3 separate regions of the Mus musculus genome follow, and regions 1 and 3 are each linked to region 2. Evidence: chromatin contacts called from public Hi-C data. All regions are on one chromosome and are shown on one strand. Each heading gives the region's core, a stretch centred on a gene start, on an enhancer-like site or on the middle of the called end of the contact. The rest is flanking DNA. Distances are from core to core; before and after follow the strand shown.

Region 1 (2,700 bases), core at 140-2,639, 140 kb after region 2:
CTAGAAAAGATCAGGAGGCATCCTTCACTAGGTTTGTGATTTTTCTAGGGACTTTCTTGGCACATTTGAAAGCAAGATAATTTCACGAAAATCTTTCTAATTTCAACGCCTACCCTAATCTGATTTTCACCGAGTAAGTGCGCTCCCTTGGCTCATCTTTCTGATGCCTGATCCGGACACATCCGGGGCAGACGCAACCTCAGCAGCATGGGAACCTGACTAACACTTCTCTAGCTACTGTGCGCTGTGTGCCAGACACAGGAATATGCTCTCTGGGTACCAATGCATCTTAGTTACTCTTACCCACATCCCTCTGAGGGATGTCTTAAAGATGCCATGGAGTCTTGGAAGAGCTGGTTACATTTTCAAAGCCCACACTTTTCATGTTAGCACCCCGATGAGCCCGTCTCACCGACATTTCCTTACTGCAGTCTCAGTTGATTTGACAATAGTCTCAAAGCCACTGACTGATGACCTCATCTCCGGGTCTCTTCTGAATTGGTGTGACTTAACCAGATAGCAAAGGACTCGCTAGCAGTATGGGCAGACATTGTCCCTTCTGGGTATTCCTGGGCACGTGGTAGAGGAGGAAAATATCCAGGTGACAAGAGATAACCTGGAAAGTTCCTCAGAGGTGCCCACTCACAGATATAGAAGATTAGGGAGAGAGCAAACCACCCACCCCATGGCACAGAGCGAGAGGCTACACAGACACTAGATTCAGGCTCCCGAGCCTTCAGAAGCTTAGAGCCCAATGCCATTCTAGGTGGTCGCTATGTGTGGCCATGTTTCTCTTGTTCATAGGGTAAGCTCGCACACTGCAATGAGCACATACGTAAATCCAGGGGCTCTTTGACTCTCCTCCAGTATAAAGCCAAGCCCTACAGGGCATAGTCATTTTGAGATGGGCTGGGAGAGGGGGAGGGGCTCCATTTTTATGAAAACCCTTGAAATTACATTACCAACACACTGCCAGCCCCTCCCCCACCCCACCCCACCTCCTCTTATCGTTCCCACCCCATTTTGAAAGGGTGAATGTTCCCTGGGATTCAATTTTGCTCATAATAGTTGGAAGGAAACAAACTATAGGCTGTAAACACTGACTGCATTGTATGAGAAATACCTTTATGATGGGGAGCTGAGATGAATACCGCCCAAGTTCCTCCACTAAGCACGTCCCCTAATGTCTCCTATCGAAACATCTCACACAGGCAGGAATCTAGAGCTTTAACGTAAATGTATTTTTAGCCACCAGAATGCAAAATTAAGACTGGAGAGATGTAAGCACCAGCTCTCTGCAGTTTTCTTCAGTGAAGCCTGGGAGACTCGTGCATTTTTCTGAGCCCGTGCTTCGGAAGGGTGTGTGCACATCAGCTCCCCGTGACACACTCCATTTTCTCCCTGTACATAGGGTGGGGTTTTATTTCCTCCCTGCATTTTACTCTCCAGCTGGGAGATGACATTAAATTTCATCAGATCCAAAGCAAATCTATGGTCTTGAAGCCGTTTTTTTTCTCCTTTCAGGCCCCTCATATTTATTCAGAATTCATGAATCATGTTCCAATAACACAGCCGTAATTATTTTTAAAGTGTGATGCTTGTGGCTTCAACAGGAAATGGTTGCAAAAGCCCTTTTCTCTTTGATTGTTTGTAATCTCGGGCGTAATCGCTGCCGTTGCCTTCTCAGCACCGCAGCGGGCGAAACACAATTTCATTTTAATCTGAATCTCGAGCCTTCACCCCAGTTTTAATTAAAGCAATAAGAGCCATGTCATCTTTGCCCTTTGCAATGTACACAGACTCGGAAGCCAGAGTGACTAAGCGTACAGCCTCAGATTTCAACCCTGGCGGCAAGGCCTCCTGCCTACCCACCCGTACATTTACTGGGAAGTGGTTTGGTTTCACAAAACCTCAACCACTGAGGCGTTTTCCTCACCTGTTAGATGGGGGACAGCTGTGCCTAACTAACGAAGGCTGTGTGGTGTGAAGCAGACCTTTGACTCCAGTGCCTAAGCCCTGGGAAGCTCACAGCAAATGTTAAAGCCCATCAATTATTTTTAATTTAGTGTGTGTGAATATTTTGCTGTCACGTATGGCTTTACACCACATGCGTGCCTGGTGCCCTTGTCATAAGAAGGCAAGGACATCAAATCCCCTGCAACTGGAGTTACAGATGGTTGTGAGCCGCCTCATAGGTGCTGGGACTTGAACCCGAGATCCTCAGCAAGAGCAACCAAGGGTTTTTAACTGCCAAGTCATTTCTCTACTCCATTTTGTGTGCGTAGCAGGGAGGGGACAAATGCAACACCCTCTCCTGATTATTAATGGGGAAACTGAGGCTCAGCAAGAAAACAATATAGGCAAAGGGAACTGAATGAGGCAAAAACTTGAGATCCAAGTTTCTGCCTTTTTCCCTATTCTGGGCATCCACCACTGCCCCCTACTGGAAGGAGGCTTCCAATAAAAAGCTATGAGGACCAGTCTACACTCTCCACAACAATGTATAAAATGTGTTTTCCTGAAGGACTTTGAGGGAATGTGCGTCATCAAGCCTTGGGATTTGTTGTCAGCCAGATAGATGAAAAAAAAAAAAATAGCAGCTTTAGTTTTTCTTTTGTGTATTTTCTTTCGGTAAATGGTTGGCTCGGATCTCCTTCCCTTCTCCACTGTGGGTTTGAATTGATTTCTCGTAAGTCTTAT
Region 2 (2,700 bases), core at 147-2,646:
AAACCATCATGGGATTTGGGAATGCGTCAGACAGACGTGGTAGAAGTCAGATAACTGTCTCACGCTCCCTTGGACCTCAGCTTTTTTCTTTTAGTTTCTTCTTTTCTTTCTTTGTTTCCTGTTTCTTTCTTTGTTTCCTTGTTTCTTTCTTTGTCTCTTTCTTCCTTCCTTCCTTCCTTCCTTCCTTCCTTCCTTCCTTTCTTTCTTTCTTTCTTTCTTTCTTTCTTTCTTCGGTGATTTCTAACCTTCCTCCATTCCAGCCATGTTATGAACACACACACACACGCACACACACACACACACACACACACACACACACACACACTTCCATGAGCAGGAAGGAGACTTTCCTCCCCTCTGCACTCCTCACACAGGCTGTGGGCTGTGGTGGAGTGAGATTCATTTTAGAAATATTCAGGATCGTTATTTTTGCAATATTCCCCTTCCCAAGCTTGCTTCTGCCCCAGCTCCTTAAGAGCACATAAGGCCAGGCTTCAGCGGCTCCTGTGGCAGGAGCAAAAGGCTTTGGTGAATTTCTAGCACCCAGGTCTCCACCAACTTCTAGTAAGAAGAAATACATCTCCAAGACAATGAAGACACCGTGGTCTTGGCTGAGGACTGTCAGCCCTAGAAGTGCTTTACACTCCCCCAACCCCCTCTCATGGGTTCTGGGGTTCGAATGCATGACAAGTACTTTATCAACTGATCCATATCCCCTGCCTCCTGAACTAGTTCCCTTTATCAGGGTTCTCCCCCAGTTTTCTGAGCTAGGGCTGGGGTAGAAAATGTAAGCCCAGAATGCCTGCTTGTTTGCGTTTGCACCCTGGTTAGACCCTCTCTGATCATTCTGAGTTCCACTCTGCTTTCAAAGGCATATGTGCAACCGTCCTCCATTCCTTTCTCTGTAGGTCACTGGATTCTTCAATGGGATTGGCAGAGGGACCAAAGCCCCAGGTCCTGCCTCGGCATGCTCGAAGTGGTAGGGCCCCATGTCTGCCACCCCCTGAACTCTGGGGATACAAAGTGGCCCTGGATAAGATGGTCTGCTGGTCTCCGTCTCTTCTCCCTGCCTGCGGAACCTGGGGACTTCTAGATGGGAGGCAGCTCTGATCCACAAGAAGGCAAGCCACCAAGTAGCTAAGCTGTCCACACTTCGTTCTCAGATTTCCTGCTCAGCCCCCTCGGGCCACTGCCTGGGTCTGCAGGCCCAGCGGATTGGAAGCCCCCCTCCCTCCCTCCGGCTCTGAAGGAGGCTGGGCCAGCCAGGGGGTTATTTTGGGAGCAGCTTCTGAGATCCAATGGCCTTGTTAGGGCAACACTGACCTTTCTATCCTGGGAGGAAGGCAGGGCTGGAGAAGGGGCGGGGCAGCTGGGAGATCTGAGCCGCATGCCCACTGGGGTGGATGAGAAGGGGGCCAGCGGCTGCTTCAGGGTGGGTGGCGACAATTTAGCCTCGGCTGGGCTGCTAAACCGGGAACTGTCCCTCTTTGAAAAGACAGGACCCCTCAACTCCTTTCGTTGCTTTTCTTAAGGAGAGCACACCAGACTCCATGGAAGCTGGACCTGGGACGCTTTGTGGGAACTTGGAGTCTCTTCGGTCGGCTTCCTTTTCAAGTTGCTGCCTTGTTGGGGTGACTGAGGAGGCCTCCCAGCCATGGCACTGACCAGCGCCCCCACTGCTGACTTGGCCTTTGGGCTTTTGCTGCCTCTGTTGGCATCTTGCTTTTTTCCACCTCTAGCCCGGTGGTGAGTCTAGGGGCTCAACCTGAAGGTGCCTGGAGAACATCAGGTACCCCTACGCCCAAGCTGGAGGACGGAGGAGTTGTCAGGAGCGAGGATGAGATGAGCGGGGGCCGCTTTGACTTTGATGATGGCGGGGCGTATTGTGGGGGCTGGGAAGGGGGAAAGGCACACGGGCACGGACTGTGCACCGGCCCCAAGGGCCAGGGTGAATACTCGGGCTCCTGGAATTTTGGCTTTGAAGTGGCAGGCGTCTATACCTGGCCCAGTGGGAATACCTTTGAGGGATATTGGAGCCAGGGCAAACGACATGGGCTTGGCATAGAGACCAAGGGGCGCTGGCTCTACAAGGGGGAGTGGACGCATGGCTTTAAGGGGCGCTACGGAATCCGGCAGAGCACAAACAGTGGTGCCAAGTACGAGGGCACTTGGAATAACGGCCTACAGGACGGCTATGGCACGGAGACCTACGCAGACGGAGGTGAGTCTTGCTCATCCCGCAGAGCTTGAGGGGGGTCCTGAAGGGACGGTGGGGAACAGCAGTGTAGTTGGCAAAGAAATAGATGGTCTAAGGTGATAGTTCCTGTGTGGCTTTGGGTAAGCTACTCTGCCTCTCTGTATCCATTTTCTTATCAGAAAAGGTAGGGCACTAAGGCAGTTCTTGAGGACCAGCAGGACTGAAGAGTACAAGGCTGTCCTACAGATGGACACTTGATAGGATGTAATCACTTCTCTTTACTCTCGAGGTATGTAAGCAGCTAGATTTTAGCTTGTGTTTTAGCAGAACTGGGGGCTGGCCTCAACTTTGCTATGAAAAAATTTTCACGGGGTAGATCATAAGAGTGTTTATTCATTCGTTTCTCCATCCATCTATCCATCCAACCACCCAACTTTCATCCACCCATCCCTCCACCCACACATCCACCCATCCATCCTTCTCCCATTCACTCATCCGTCTAC
Region 3 (2,700 bases), core at 115-2,614, 210 kb after region 2:
CTCAGGATACCACACACTCTCTCTCCCTCCCTCCCTCCCTCCCCCTTCCTCTCCCCCACCCCAGGCCATTCCTTCTGCACCGATTGCCCTGTTTCCTCCTCTGACTTCTGGAGACATTGGTTAAGTTGACCTCTGGCCTTAAAATCAGGTATGGTTGAGCACACCTGCAGTTATTCAGGAGCCTGCGACAGGAGGATGGATCACTTGAGCTCAGGAATTTAAGGAGCTTGAGTAGTGTAGTAAGACCCTGTTTCACTAAAACAAAAACAAACAAGCAAAAACACAGTTGAAAAGTAAAGTCTCCATGTTGGTCCATTGACTGTGTGAAACAGCAATGCAGCAGCAACACTTAGCAGGAAGTTGCGAGACTTCGGAGAGTGGCCTCTCCTGCCCTTGGCCAAGTGACTCCGGGAGCAGTTCAGTCCTGGGTTCAACACCTACCTTCAACCAGCACTTAAGTTCTGACCCGGGGAAGGTGTCTCTGAGCCTCCACTTTCATGTCTGCAAAATGAAGAAAATAGTGGTCAGACGTTGGCAAGATCCATTCACTCATTCAGCAGTGTGTGAGTGTATGAGTATGTGTGTGTGTGCATGAGTTCATGTACGGGCACGTGTGTGCATTAGTGTGTGTGTGTGTGTGTGTGTGTGTGTGCTCATGTGTGAGTGTGTATGAATACTTGTGTGAGTGTATGTACACATGTGGTGTGCAAGAGTGTGTGTGAATATGTATGTATATGTGTGTGTGCTTATACATGTATGATATATATATGTATATGTGTGTGTGTGTGTGTGTATAGAGGGGGGGGCAGGGGAGAGCGTTTATAACATATTCAGCACCATTTTAAACAGAAGGCCAGGCACTAGCAAAATAGAAACCACGCCTTACTTAAACTTGTACCCGGTGAACAAGATTACAAGTGCTAATGAAAACTGCAGAGGGGAAGAAGCAGGGAATGGCGTGGGTCAAGATGGAGAAGGCAGGACACTCGGGGAAGGGCTCTGCTAAAGTAGCACTTGGCTGTAGCAGGCTGGTGGCCTGTCCAGGGACATCACTTGGGTGCTACTATCAAGAGATCAGTGGGGCAGGTTAGAGGGGCCAGAGAAGCCATGGAGTGTGAGAGCAGGAGAAGGTCTCCAAGTATCTTCAAAATACTCTGGAAATATTAAGAACTCAGTTACCACTGGAGAAGCCGCCATTAAGATTTAGAACTGGAGGGATGGGGGTGGGGTGTGAGGAGGGACGGGGCAGGGGCAGAGTTTAGCCAAGATCTGACATGGGCTTTAGAGTGCCCTGTGAGTTCTTGTCACAGTCACATACTGCCTCCTGGTACTGGGTCACTCACCCAGGCAGAAATCTACTGTGATGGGCTGAGTGACAGATACGTTCAGGAGGAAGCCTTTGTCCTTGTAGCCAACTCTATCCGAAGGAAGTAAGGATCGTTCAGTGCCCCTCAAACTCTGGCCCACCCAGGGTCCCCAGGGGGGTGGCTGTACCCCTGCTCATAAGTTATGTCTTGTCAGATCCTAACAAATTAAATAGCTTAAGTGCAAAGTGCAGGCTGCCCCAAACAGCCACTCACTCCTGGAGTCTGTTCCCATTTCCTTCTGGCTCCCCAACCTCAGCACTGGCCTTTGGGGTTTTGTCAGGAGAGGGTTAAAGCTGTGAGGACTGGAGTCTTCTCTCAGGAGATTGGAATGTGGAGGGGCTGAGCTGGGTAGGCCTGGTGGTCCAGGGCTGAGCAAGGCCATTGTTATAGAACAAGTGAGCCCCAGGAACAGACCCCCGGCCTCTAATTATGGGACACTTGTGTCTTCTCTGGCTGTGAGGTCTTTGTGACTGTTAGCATAAGAACCTACGAAGTTCATGAGGCTTGCCTCGGTTCTGACTTGCCCTAGGCTGCAGTGCTAGAAAAGTGTGAAGAGGAAAAACTGTTAACTGGGGCATCATAAAAGACAGCCCAGAGATTCTTGTTTTGGGTCACAGTGGAATTGCCCAGATACTTGAAAATGTAAAGCCAGGCTCTTGGATTTGATTCGGTGGATGGGGGTGGGGAGCGGGGAGGTGGGGGAGGAAGCTGTTTTGTTGTTGAGATTCACAGGGACTGCTGTGGAAGACAGACAGGAGCCCAGCTGCTGCGGGGACACTTCCTAAATTCTCACTCTTGGTCCTATACACTCTCATGTAGCGTGGTGAGCCCTGCATGTCAATCAACACATCCTCCAGCACCGACCTGCCCCATAGCAGTTTCCACCTGTTCACCTGCACAGCCACACCCCTGAGCACACAGTCTCAGACCAGATGGGAAAGGAGAAAGCAGGGGCAGAAACCTGGAGTGGAGAGGGTGAAATCTGAGCTCTGAGCAGACGTGAAAAATGGCGGGGAGGACAGGGGGCTGATATCTCCACCCTCTGTAAACCTCTACCAATATCTACATCCACGGTAAAAATGAATCTTAATATCCTTTGCATGGAGTTGAAGTGGGGGCCTCGCTGTATATTCTACTTATAAGTCTCTCGTCAGATATATTTTCTCCCACCCTATATACCTCCACTTTGTTTTTTTAACTGTATTTGTGTGTGGTGTGTGCATTTATGTGTGGAATATAAATACATATGTGTGCCCATACACGTATGCGCGAGGCCAGAGGCCAGCTTCCTCTGTTGCTTTCATCATCTTATTTTCTCTCACTGAATCTGGAA

What was found. Hi-C and Micro-C count contacts between places; a contact is called where the count stands out from the background.
Region 1: a Hi-C map of myocytes shows a contact between it and region 2, with 5 times the contacts expected there. The contact joins the enhancer-like site here to the promoter of Jph2 in region 2. A contact is called at or near these places in 5 of 39 promoter capture datasets (embryonic stem cells, liver, stem cell-derived epiblast-like cells and 1 more), 11 of 484 Hi-C or Micro-C datasets (adipose-derived mesenchymal stem cells, embryonic stem cells, extraembryonic ectoderm and 7 more) and 1 of 9 other capture datasets (pancreatic islet).
Region 3: a contact with region 2 is called in a Hi-C map of Sertoli cells, with 2.5 times the contacts expected there. The contact joins the enhancer-like site here to the promoter of Jph2 in region 2. A contact is called at or near these places in 5 of 39 promoter capture datasets (the 3T3-L1 cell line, cranial neural crest, embryonic stem cells and 2 more) and 3 of 484 Hi-C or Micro-C datasets (Sertoli cells, embryonic stem cells and uterus).

Annotation. Positions count from the first base shown.
Region 1 is chr2:163,252,575-163,255,274 of GRCm38.p6, reverse strand. All of the region lies in intron 2 of Tox2 (TOX high mobility group box family member 2), which reads right to left. Among named protein-coding and RNA genes, the nearest start is that of Tox2, 51 kb to the right of the region's middle. Within about 2 kb of position 1,389, at least 84 of the 459 cell types and tissues checked have an H3K27ac peak or open chromatin away from gene starts, as enhancers often do. A contact at or near this core is called in myocytes, where this site is marked.
Region 2 is chr2:163,396,669-163,399,368 of GRCm38.p6, reverse strand. Jph2 (junctophilin 2) reads left to right here and starts at 1,396. Exons shown (of 6, transcript NM_021566.2): 1 at 1,396-2,221. The coding sequence starts at 1,843.
Region 3 is chr2:163,189,250-163,191,949 of GRCm38.p6, reverse strand. No RefSeq gene overlaps it. Among named protein-coding and RNA genes, the nearest start is that of Tox2, 13 kb to the left of the region's middle. RefSeq lists an enhancer at 414-2,700. Within about 2 kb of position 1,364, at least 42 of the 459 cell types and tissues checked have an H3K27ac peak or open chromatin away from gene starts, as enhancers often do. A contact at or near this core is called in stem cell-derived epiblast-like cells, where this site is marked.